Regions from separate parts of the Triticum aestivum genome. Here region 2 is linked to region 1. Evidence: chromatin contacts called from public Hi-C data. All regions are on one chromosome and are shown on one strand. The core of a region is the stretch at or near the end of the contact, and the rest is flanking DNA. Distances in the headings are between cores, read along the strand shown.

The links. Hi-C and Micro-C count contacts between places; a contact is called where the count stands out from the background.
Region 2: a Hi-C map of leaf shows a contact between it and region 1, with 8 times the contacts expected there. The contact joins the promoter of LOC123120800 here to the promoter of LOC123120786 in region 1. A contact is called at or near these places in 2 of 5 Hi-C or Micro-C datasets (both in leaf).

What each region holds. Positions count from the first base shown.
Region 1 is chr1B:303,504,768-303,509,303 of IWGSC CS RefSeq v2.1, forward strand. It overlaps LOC123120786 (receptor-like protein EIX2), which reads right to left and starts at 2,421. Exons shown (of 1, transcript XM_044540777.1): 1 at 851-2,421. The coding sequence starts at 2,378. The coding sequence ends at 1,014.
Region 2 is chr1B:303,843,361-303,847,896 of IWGSC CS RefSeq v2.1, forward strand. It overlaps LOC123120800 (protein NRT1/ PTR FAMILY 5.2), which reads left to right and starts at 1,824. Exons shown (of 4, transcript XM_044540795.1): 1 at 1,824-2,101; 2 at 4,196-4,413; 3 at 4,513-4,536. The coding sequence starts at 1,969.

The DNA.
Region 1 (4,536 bases), core at 1,171-3,670:
TGGATACATGAGAAAGAGATAAGGCTGACAACGATCAAGCCGGAAGGCACCGCAACCTCGACTTTAGGCAGGCAGCTCTTCACAGCATCACAATCTCCATTTTTTCACCATTAGTTTCTTTTAATTGTGAGTCATCTTGTTAGCTGTTAACTCAAATGTACAAAAAAGGAGCAGCTATGGGCTTACTTTTGCACACTGTTTTCTTATCTTCATTATTGTCCGTAGGTTTTTAAACTTGTACCTATAAGAATGACAATTTTTGTGTTGGATAATTATGACATCAGAAGGGTGCATCAAACTGACGATTATATATGTGTTACTTGATCAAGGCTCATTTGGTCCTCGCGAGAAAATAAGGCTCATTTGGTCATTGAACCTTTGACTAAATATGTCATAGTAATGTTGCTTTTGTCTTGTACAAAATTTTGGTCACATAATGCACTAGGGGCAAAAGCGTCTTTTCATATCCTTGTTTAACACCATTAGTGGTCAAAATGAACTAGAGTGTCAAATAAGGAAAGAAATTTAGACCAAGTGTCAAATAAGGAAGAAATTTTTTTCCAGGGCCAAATAAGGAATCACATTTTCAAGTAGTGTCAAATAAGGAATTCTCTCTAGATGCTAACCTTTTCAATGACATGATCAACAAACTGGCCCTGCTAGAGCTCCCTCTCCTAGATCGACGTTCTACTTGTCCAATAAATGAAAACAAGTAGTACATGGTAATTTAGTTCACCTTGAGCTGTTGCATGCAAATGGTAGAGCGGCTGCTGTTTATGTGAAAAAGGAACTTTGCAAAGGTACTAGTGGAATAAAATTAGCAAACTTGTAGAACAAAGAAACTATGACATTCAAAGTAAAAGGACGCCAAGTGAAGCCCACATATGCATGATACTATTTCCCCTCCCCACTACATGAGAAAATGGGACGAAAAGTTGCCTATTACAAAACAAAGCTAATAGCATACATACACATAGATACATTCTTCTGTTTTACAACAAAGAAAGAAACAATTACATATATTGATCACTACTACTTTTTGAAATAAACTGGTCAATATGTGACACCTTCTGCATAATCTTGGATTGCATGCCATCGACAGAGAAGAGAAGAGCACATCTCCATGTCTCAACTGAAAAGAGCAGTCCAAACCATAGCCAAAATCCAAAAACAACCCCGGCAGTCACACAGTAGTACAGCCACTGGTCCTCCCCTTCACCGGTTTTCTCATCCAAAGCAGGCGAAGTATTTGGACAATCGGCTAGAGGAAATCCGCAAAGGCCGGAATTGTTCCGGTAAAACGAAGGCTCAGTCAACGTCTGCATCTGGCTCCCAGAAGGTATCTTGCCTGACAAATGATTGTTGGAGATGTTGAATATGCTGAGCGTCGACAAGAACGAGATGCTCTGTGGAATGTGTCCTGAAAGCTCATTACATGATAGATCAAGAAACTCGAGATTCTTCAAACTGCCGATATCTTCAGGGATGCCGCATGACAGATGATTTCTTGACAGGTTCAGAAATCGGAGGCCCTGCAGGTTGGTTAGCTCTTCAGGGATGCACTGAGACAAGAGATTGCCTGACAGATCGATGCCGGTCAATAACCGGATGGTTCTTTGGAAGATGAGCTCCTGGCCCTTCCAGATTATATCGATTCTATCCTGATAAGTCGACCCTTCCAGCGACGCCGTACTCGACACAATTTCTGGGTTCCTCATGGAGGTCAAGTTGCCGAATGCTACCGGAATTTTTCCTGTGAGTCTGTTGTTGGCGAGGTCGAGCAGCTGGAGTTTAGAGAGCCGCGACAACTCCACAGGGATTACCCCTGTGAAATTGTTTGATCTAAGGCTAAGGATTCTCAACGACGGAACCTGGGTCCCGATCCATGGAGGGATGGCACCGAAGAACTTATTACTCCCGATGTCGAGGGTGGCCAGCGAGTCGCAACCTTCCAAGACCCGCGGGAAGGTGCCGGTGAAGTCATTGCCGGCGAGATGGAGCGACTCGAGGGAGCAGTTGTGACTTGCCTTGGCAGCGGGGATTTGGCCCGAGAAGGAGTTGTTGGAGAGGTCCATGAACTGCAGCGCCTGCAGGTTCCACCAGCAGTCGGGGAGCTCGCCCGTGAGCTGGTTGTTGGACAGGTCGAGGATCTGGAGGGAGAGGAGCCTGCAGAAGGCCGCGCCGGCGCCGGAGCTGTTGGAGGAGTTGCGGCTCCGCACGCTGAAGCTCTCAGGCACGGTGCCTCCGGAGAAGGTCTCGTGGTTTCCGCCGGCGTCGAGGTACATGCCCGTCGCCCGTTGACCAGAGGATAGCAGTACTAGAAGGCAGAGGGGGAGGCACAGCAGAGGTGTTGTTGAAGCTTGGGCGTGTCCTGCCATGGTTGGAATTCGAGTGGAGCGAGTTGTTTGGTTTGCACGACGCCCACTTGTATGTGGTGGCGGTGGCAGGACCGGGCCGACAGGCAGCGAAACGTCGACGACAGCGACCGAGCGACGTCGACGCTGTGGAATTCTGGAGCGCGGCATGCGTTTTCCACACGGCATACCAGTGGACTGACTGACCCACGGGATAGTCAGTGCAGTGCAGGCAGCGACGACCAGACGCTGATGCTTTGCCTTTTCTTTCTTTTTTTCACGGGAGACGCCGATGCTTGCTTTGTTGCCATGCGCGCGCTCGTCGTTGCTACCTATTCGGCGTGTATCCGCGTCGTGGGCCCGCCCAATAATTCTCCCCGTTGCCTCGATCTCGTTCGCCGAGTTTCTGGTTCGATCGTTTTGGTTTTCGCTCGCTTCTTGTTTTTTTTACTCTCGTTTTGGATTCAAAATATTACACGAACTTGAACAAACTCATGGGTTCCATAGATTCGAAAAATCATGGATTTAAAAATGTTCATAAATTTGAAATACAACATTGGGTTCAAAAAGAGGTCACAAATTTGAATCAAGTTTGCTTTTTCTATGGATTCAAAAAAATATTAGTTCAGAAAACATTCATAGATTTCAAAAATACTTTACGAATTTCATTTTTTGTGTGGATTTCACAAGGGTTCAAGAATTTCCAAAAAGGTTATGAATTTCAAAAAAATTACATGGATTTCAAAAAATATCATGAATTTGAATAAGTTTTTGAATTTGAAATTTTCACGAATGTGGAAAAGAACAGAGAAAAAAGTAAAATAAAAAAGAGGGAAAAAAGAGAAAAGTCAAACAAAACCCATCAAGTAAAAACAAGGGGAAAACCTTCCAATAAAAACAGTGGAACCTCCGTGAGGGTTCCCAAGACCTACGAGAAGAAACAAAAACAAAGGTGTACGATGCGAACAAGAAAGTGTATTACTGTACAAGGGCCGGCCCATCACAATAAAACTCGCTTCCTTGCGAGTGTGCGCCTTTTACCAGAACCACTATAACCGGCGCTTAAGACGCCAAATAGGAACCAGCCCCAAGAAGAAGCGACAGGACAACTCAGAACGTGAATGCGCGCGCTTAGAGTTGCATTTTTGGGCCCAAGCCGCGCCTCGCTCAACGCACTCAGCACTCTCGTGTTTGGTGTTTCCTATGGAATTCCCTAACAGATGCACATTGCGGTAAGATGTCGAGGTTTCGCAACTAGCGATCGACGGAGCGATCGTAGTGGGCTGGCCCATGTTGCTGTTTAGCGTGTACACAGATCCTGGTTTTGAGAAGGTTCAAGCTCCGGTATTTTCTGGTATTAGGAACCTTCTAGAAGGTTCCTGAGTGATTTGTCTAGTTTCTTGATTTTGTTTTGGCTTTTTCGTTTATTTTTCCTTTTTCTTTCATGTCTCTTTCTTCTTTTCACTTTTTGTATCTTTTTTCTTTTTAAAGTTGACTTTCTTTTTAGTTTTTCTTTCAGAAATTTTCAAATTTTGTTCACGAATTCAAAAAATATTCTGTTATAAAAAAATATACAGAAATTTCAAAAAAAATGTTCCTGTCTTTAACCTTTGTTCACAAGTTGAGAAAAGTTCAGGAACTCCAAAATATATTTCTATTTCTATTTTATAGTTCACAATGTGAATTCAAATTTTGGTCAGAAACTAAAAAACTGTTCGCATTTAAGAAAATGTTCAAGAATATAAGTGTTCGCGATTTCAATTTTTTGTTCAGAATTTCCTAAAATGTTCCATTTTTTGTGATTACAAATTTTGGTCAGAATTTCAAAGTGTTCGCATTTCAGAAAATATTCAAGAATATAAAAAATGTTTGCGATTTCAAATTTTTGTTCAAAATTTCATGAAATGTTCCATTTTTCACGATTACAAATTTTGGACAGAAATTAAAAAATGTTTGCAATTCAGAAAAATATTCCAAATCTTTAGAAAATGTTCATGTTTTCAAATTGTGCAGAATTTCATGAAATGTTCCAGTTTAAAGTTTTGTTTACAAATTCAGAAAATGTTCGTGGTTTCAAATTTTGGCTGCAAATATCATGAAATGTTCCACTTTTCAAATATTTGTTAAAAGATTTAATAAAAATGTTCGCGGTTTCAACAGTTGTTCAGAATTTCGTAATTTA
Region 2 (4,536 bases), core at 574-3,073, 340 kb after region 1:
CAAGGATACACCATTTGTCTTAATGAAAGAATGTCTACTGCTTCTGGACCATCGGAGAGGTGAGATTCTATGGATCGTCTGGAGATGAGTGGAGGCGTGGACGGGGTGACCAAATAGCGAGGCTTTTTCCCAAGAGCCCATTACTGCTGGAGCTATGATCTATAATTGGATAGTCTTGCTATTTGTTTTCCCTGCCCACTTTATTGGATCCTTCGATCCCCTGTTTGTTTGGTATAAAACTATCTAGCTCATTTCGCAAAAATAATATCTAGCTTAGCCTAATCGTTGTGAATAGATTTTATGTTGTATTTTTTTGCGAAAATGATTTAGATCTATTATCAAAGTTCAGCGGGAGTACAAAGCATCTCAAACATAATAAAAATTACATCGAGATTCCAAGACCAACATACGACCACTATCGTCTCAGAACAAGTCACCGATGTGTCGTTGTCGCCGCGGCTCCACTACCGGAGCCGGCTTGACCCTGTCGATGACAGCTGGGAAGTCTTCCTCCACGTGCCCATGAGGATCATCATCGTTAAACCCTTTAATATATCTGAAGCACATGGCACCAAATCTCGCCACACAGCGAGGAACCCTAACCTCACCGCCCCAAGGAGACGGCAGGAATATACGCCGTAGCTCCGTCCACTATGTCCAGATGGACCAAACCGAGGAGGATCGGACCCAGAAGACAAACTCGAAGTAGAAGTGCCGCCATACGCCCGAGCGTTGCACCTGTGAGGACTAAAAACCCTAACCTAAACTACCAGCGGAGCAAAGGCACCGAGATTCTCCTCCCTTCCACCGGCTGCCAGAGCGGCAAGCAGAGGGGAGGCGAATCTACAGGTTCGCCGGTGACTCTTGGAGGGGAGAGTTTGCCCTAGCCGTCAAGGGTTACGGGAGGAACCTAGCTAGCTAGGGGTTTCTAGCTCAGTTTTTATGTTGTCTTGCTGCCTTGTTTTAATAAAAGTGGGATGGGAAACCCCTGTTGTTCAAAAAAATTGTGTTCATACTTCTTTTTGAGGTAATGGGCCGCTTCATTGATATAACAATTATAGTTCACTACACACAATGGACCGAATCCAAACAGCACAAGCCTCACGCACAACTGACTCAGGAAGAGCGTGAGCAGTCCCATTACATAGACAACTAACATGGAAAAAAGAAATTGAGAGAAACTTTGCGGCCAAACTCTTGATGTCAGAAACAACGGCCCCTTATCCCTGAGCGATACATCATATAAGAATTAGCTTTGAACACCAGAGATGAGCAATCTGAAGCGACCATCACCTGTGAAAACCTTCTTCAGGGGCAAATGCTGAGGCATAACGCATAGCAGTGGCCTCCACCAACTCAAGTTCAGGCACTTTGTCAAAGGAACATCTGCTGGCGGCCACACAGTCCCTATGATGATCACGAATCACGACGCCCGCATCCGTTTACCCAGTGTCGAAATGGAAAGCGGCGTCAACATTTATCATCACCAACCCTTTTGGAAACTTCAACGAGGTGGGAATGCAACTAGTATTTTGCAGCAAGTGAATGGTCTAGGGTGCAATGGTAAATGCGCATAATTGCAAGCTCACCAACTCTGATTAACTTAGCCACCTCCCCTAGTGTGGAGGCAGCAAGTCGTCCAAGATTTTCTCAAAAGAACATAAAACAAGTCGTCCAAGAAATATGTTGAGTACGCAATCAGGCAGTACTGGCGCCCTTGGGAGTCCACCAAATGGCGTGCTTTCTTTTTTATTTTCTGGTTGCGATGTCCAAAAAACCGCTGTCCAGACATTTTGGCACTCCCCGCAGTCCAACCCGCCACTTGCCAAGTCGCTGCCCGCGAAGACCGGGCTTATAAATGGGCAAGCACAGGAGCTCACGCAGGCGCCTGGAGAACTAGCAGCGCCCTCTGCACACCCATCTCACCTCCCTCCCTCCCTAACTACCATACGTATACAGGGAGCGTCCATGGCGGGGACGACCCAGCTGGAGGCCGGCGGCAGCGACGGCGAGTACACGCAGGACGGCACCACAGACCTCCACGGCAACCCCATCCTCCGCTCAAAGCGAGGAGGCTGGAGAGCCTGCGCCTTCGTCGTAGGTAATTACTCTACTTTACCACCCACCAATTAGCTAGCTAGCCAGCGAAATCATCTGCTCCACCTCCGGTGCTTCTCCGGCTTGCTTCAGCTGCTTCTCTCTGTCTCCGGCCTCGTAGCCATGGGTTCTCCTCCATAGGCGTCTGCGTCTTTCTTTTCTTTCTTGATGATGAAACTAAAAACAAAATAACGATCTTATTAGGCACATAGGCTCACGCTCATTGTTTATTTATTTATTTATTGCAATGGAGGCTCATGTTAGTTACTCCTAGTTGTTGAACAATAATGTAGGGTACGTACGATCGATTTTATTTTTCTCTGCTGGTCACATGCATAGATATGGCATGGTCAACGGGATCATGAAATGGTTTGGTTCATGTTAGGATCGGACTGCGATCTTTTCTGACGACCTGGAACCTGCCATCCTGCTTTATTCAGACAAGAAACGATCCCCGTATCACAGCAACTGCGGGCATAGGAACGTTAAAGATTTCTCAAAAGAAAAAAAGGTAAAATACGTACATGCTGTGTGCACTCGTCCAAAGAATAAGCAGCGGCAGAGATACCCAAGAACTAGGAGCCATCCATCCCTCGTCCGGTTTTGAGTGGCCGTGTCCTGCCTCCCCGGTGTGGCAGTATCCCACCCACGCGCTCTATAGACATACGCCCGTCTCTCTGCAGTAATGGATGTAGTACGTAGTACTTGCGTGAATTGACCAGCAAGACAAACCCAATCACAATAAATTTGCTCTAGGTAGTACTCCCTCCGTCTCAAAATAAGTGTCTTGACCTTAGTATAAATTTGTACTAGAGCTAGTATAAAGTTGAGACACTTATTTTGGGACGGAGAAAATACTAATACTACTACTAGATTGCTATAGACCGGCGGCTGTTACAAAACGAAGGAGACAATGAAAGAGCACGGTGCATAAATTAATGCTCCTAGAGCCCTAGGATGCTGCGATACAAGCTAGTTTAGGATATTAGCAGTATTTGTTTAGTTGATGATTTCTTTTTGAGTTGTTTAGTTCATGATTTTGTCGTCATAAACAGTAGGCAGCAATGTGTTTAGGCCAACGGCTGAAGCAACGATTTGCTTTTGCCATAGGCCAAACCAGAGTTTGCAGAGCAAAAAGCATGAGTATTAGCAGTATTTGTTTACCTCATGTTCGTTTCCATAGGATAATTTTACTCATCACCGGTGAGTAGTTACACTCACTTGACTTTTTCTCATATGAAGAGAACACTGAATTGCTGCCTTGTTAAGCATACATAGCCGGCTTGTCTGCTGCGAGTGGAACATAGGTTTTGGAATTAACCGCGTATACTACCAACCAACGGTCACGAACCCACTTGTGATTTTCTCAGAGGACGAATGAGTCCAGCCGATCAGTACGCGCTATATTTAATTGCTCATGGTAAGAATAATAAGCTCGCACCTCGCAGCATACTCCCTGCTGCTTCCAGTTCATATCGTGCCAAAACTGGCCGGGTGATTACAAGTGTTGTGGTCCCTTTCAGAGGTTAACATTTGAGAACAGCCCATTTTTCTTTTCTTTTGTTCCTGAAGCTGGTTCACACCATGAGCTATTTTTTGACGGGCAAGGCAGGCGCACTGCCGGTTTTCAGTACTCCCTTCGTTTTTATTTATTCCGCATATTAGCTATTGTCAAAATTAAACTTTATAATCTTTGATAAAGTTTATGAATAAAAATATTAACATATAAAATAACAAATCAACATCAGTAGATTCATTATCAAATGTACTTTCACATCATATAGATTTGTTATGGTAAATATTTTTATATATTTTTATAAAATTGATCAAATTTTAGGAAGTTTGACTTCAGTCAACTCTAATATGCAGAGTAAATAAAAACGAAGGGAGTATTAAGAGAGAAAAGGATAGAAACCGAGTGGAGCTTCGTATGGAGATTTCCTTTTCTTTCGTCAACACCAAAAACACACGATGATGTTTCTTTGTGCGATGGTTACGGTTTGGTGACAAACGCCCACCTCACTGGTGAAAGAAAGAAAGTGCATGCATACCAATAATAAAATTGTGCTTGGTTTTAATTTGGCAACTTGCGGTGCAGTGTACGAGGTGTTCGAGCGGATGGCCTACTACGGCATCTCGTCCAACCTGGTGCTGTACCTGACGACGGAGCTGCACCAGGGCACGGTGCTGTCCGCCAACAACGTCACCAACTGGGTGGGCACAATCTGGATGACGCCCGTCATCGGCGCCTACATCGCCGACGCCCACCTCGGCCGCTACCGCACCTTCATGGTCGCCTCCATCATATACCTCCTCGTAAGTCACCGTCGCATTTTTGTTTTTGTACGGCAGCTCTATCGGTAGCTTCCCGTGGGTGGGTCTCACCGTCATCCTCCTCCGCTAATGATCGCGCAGGGGATGATCCTGCTGACCATGGCC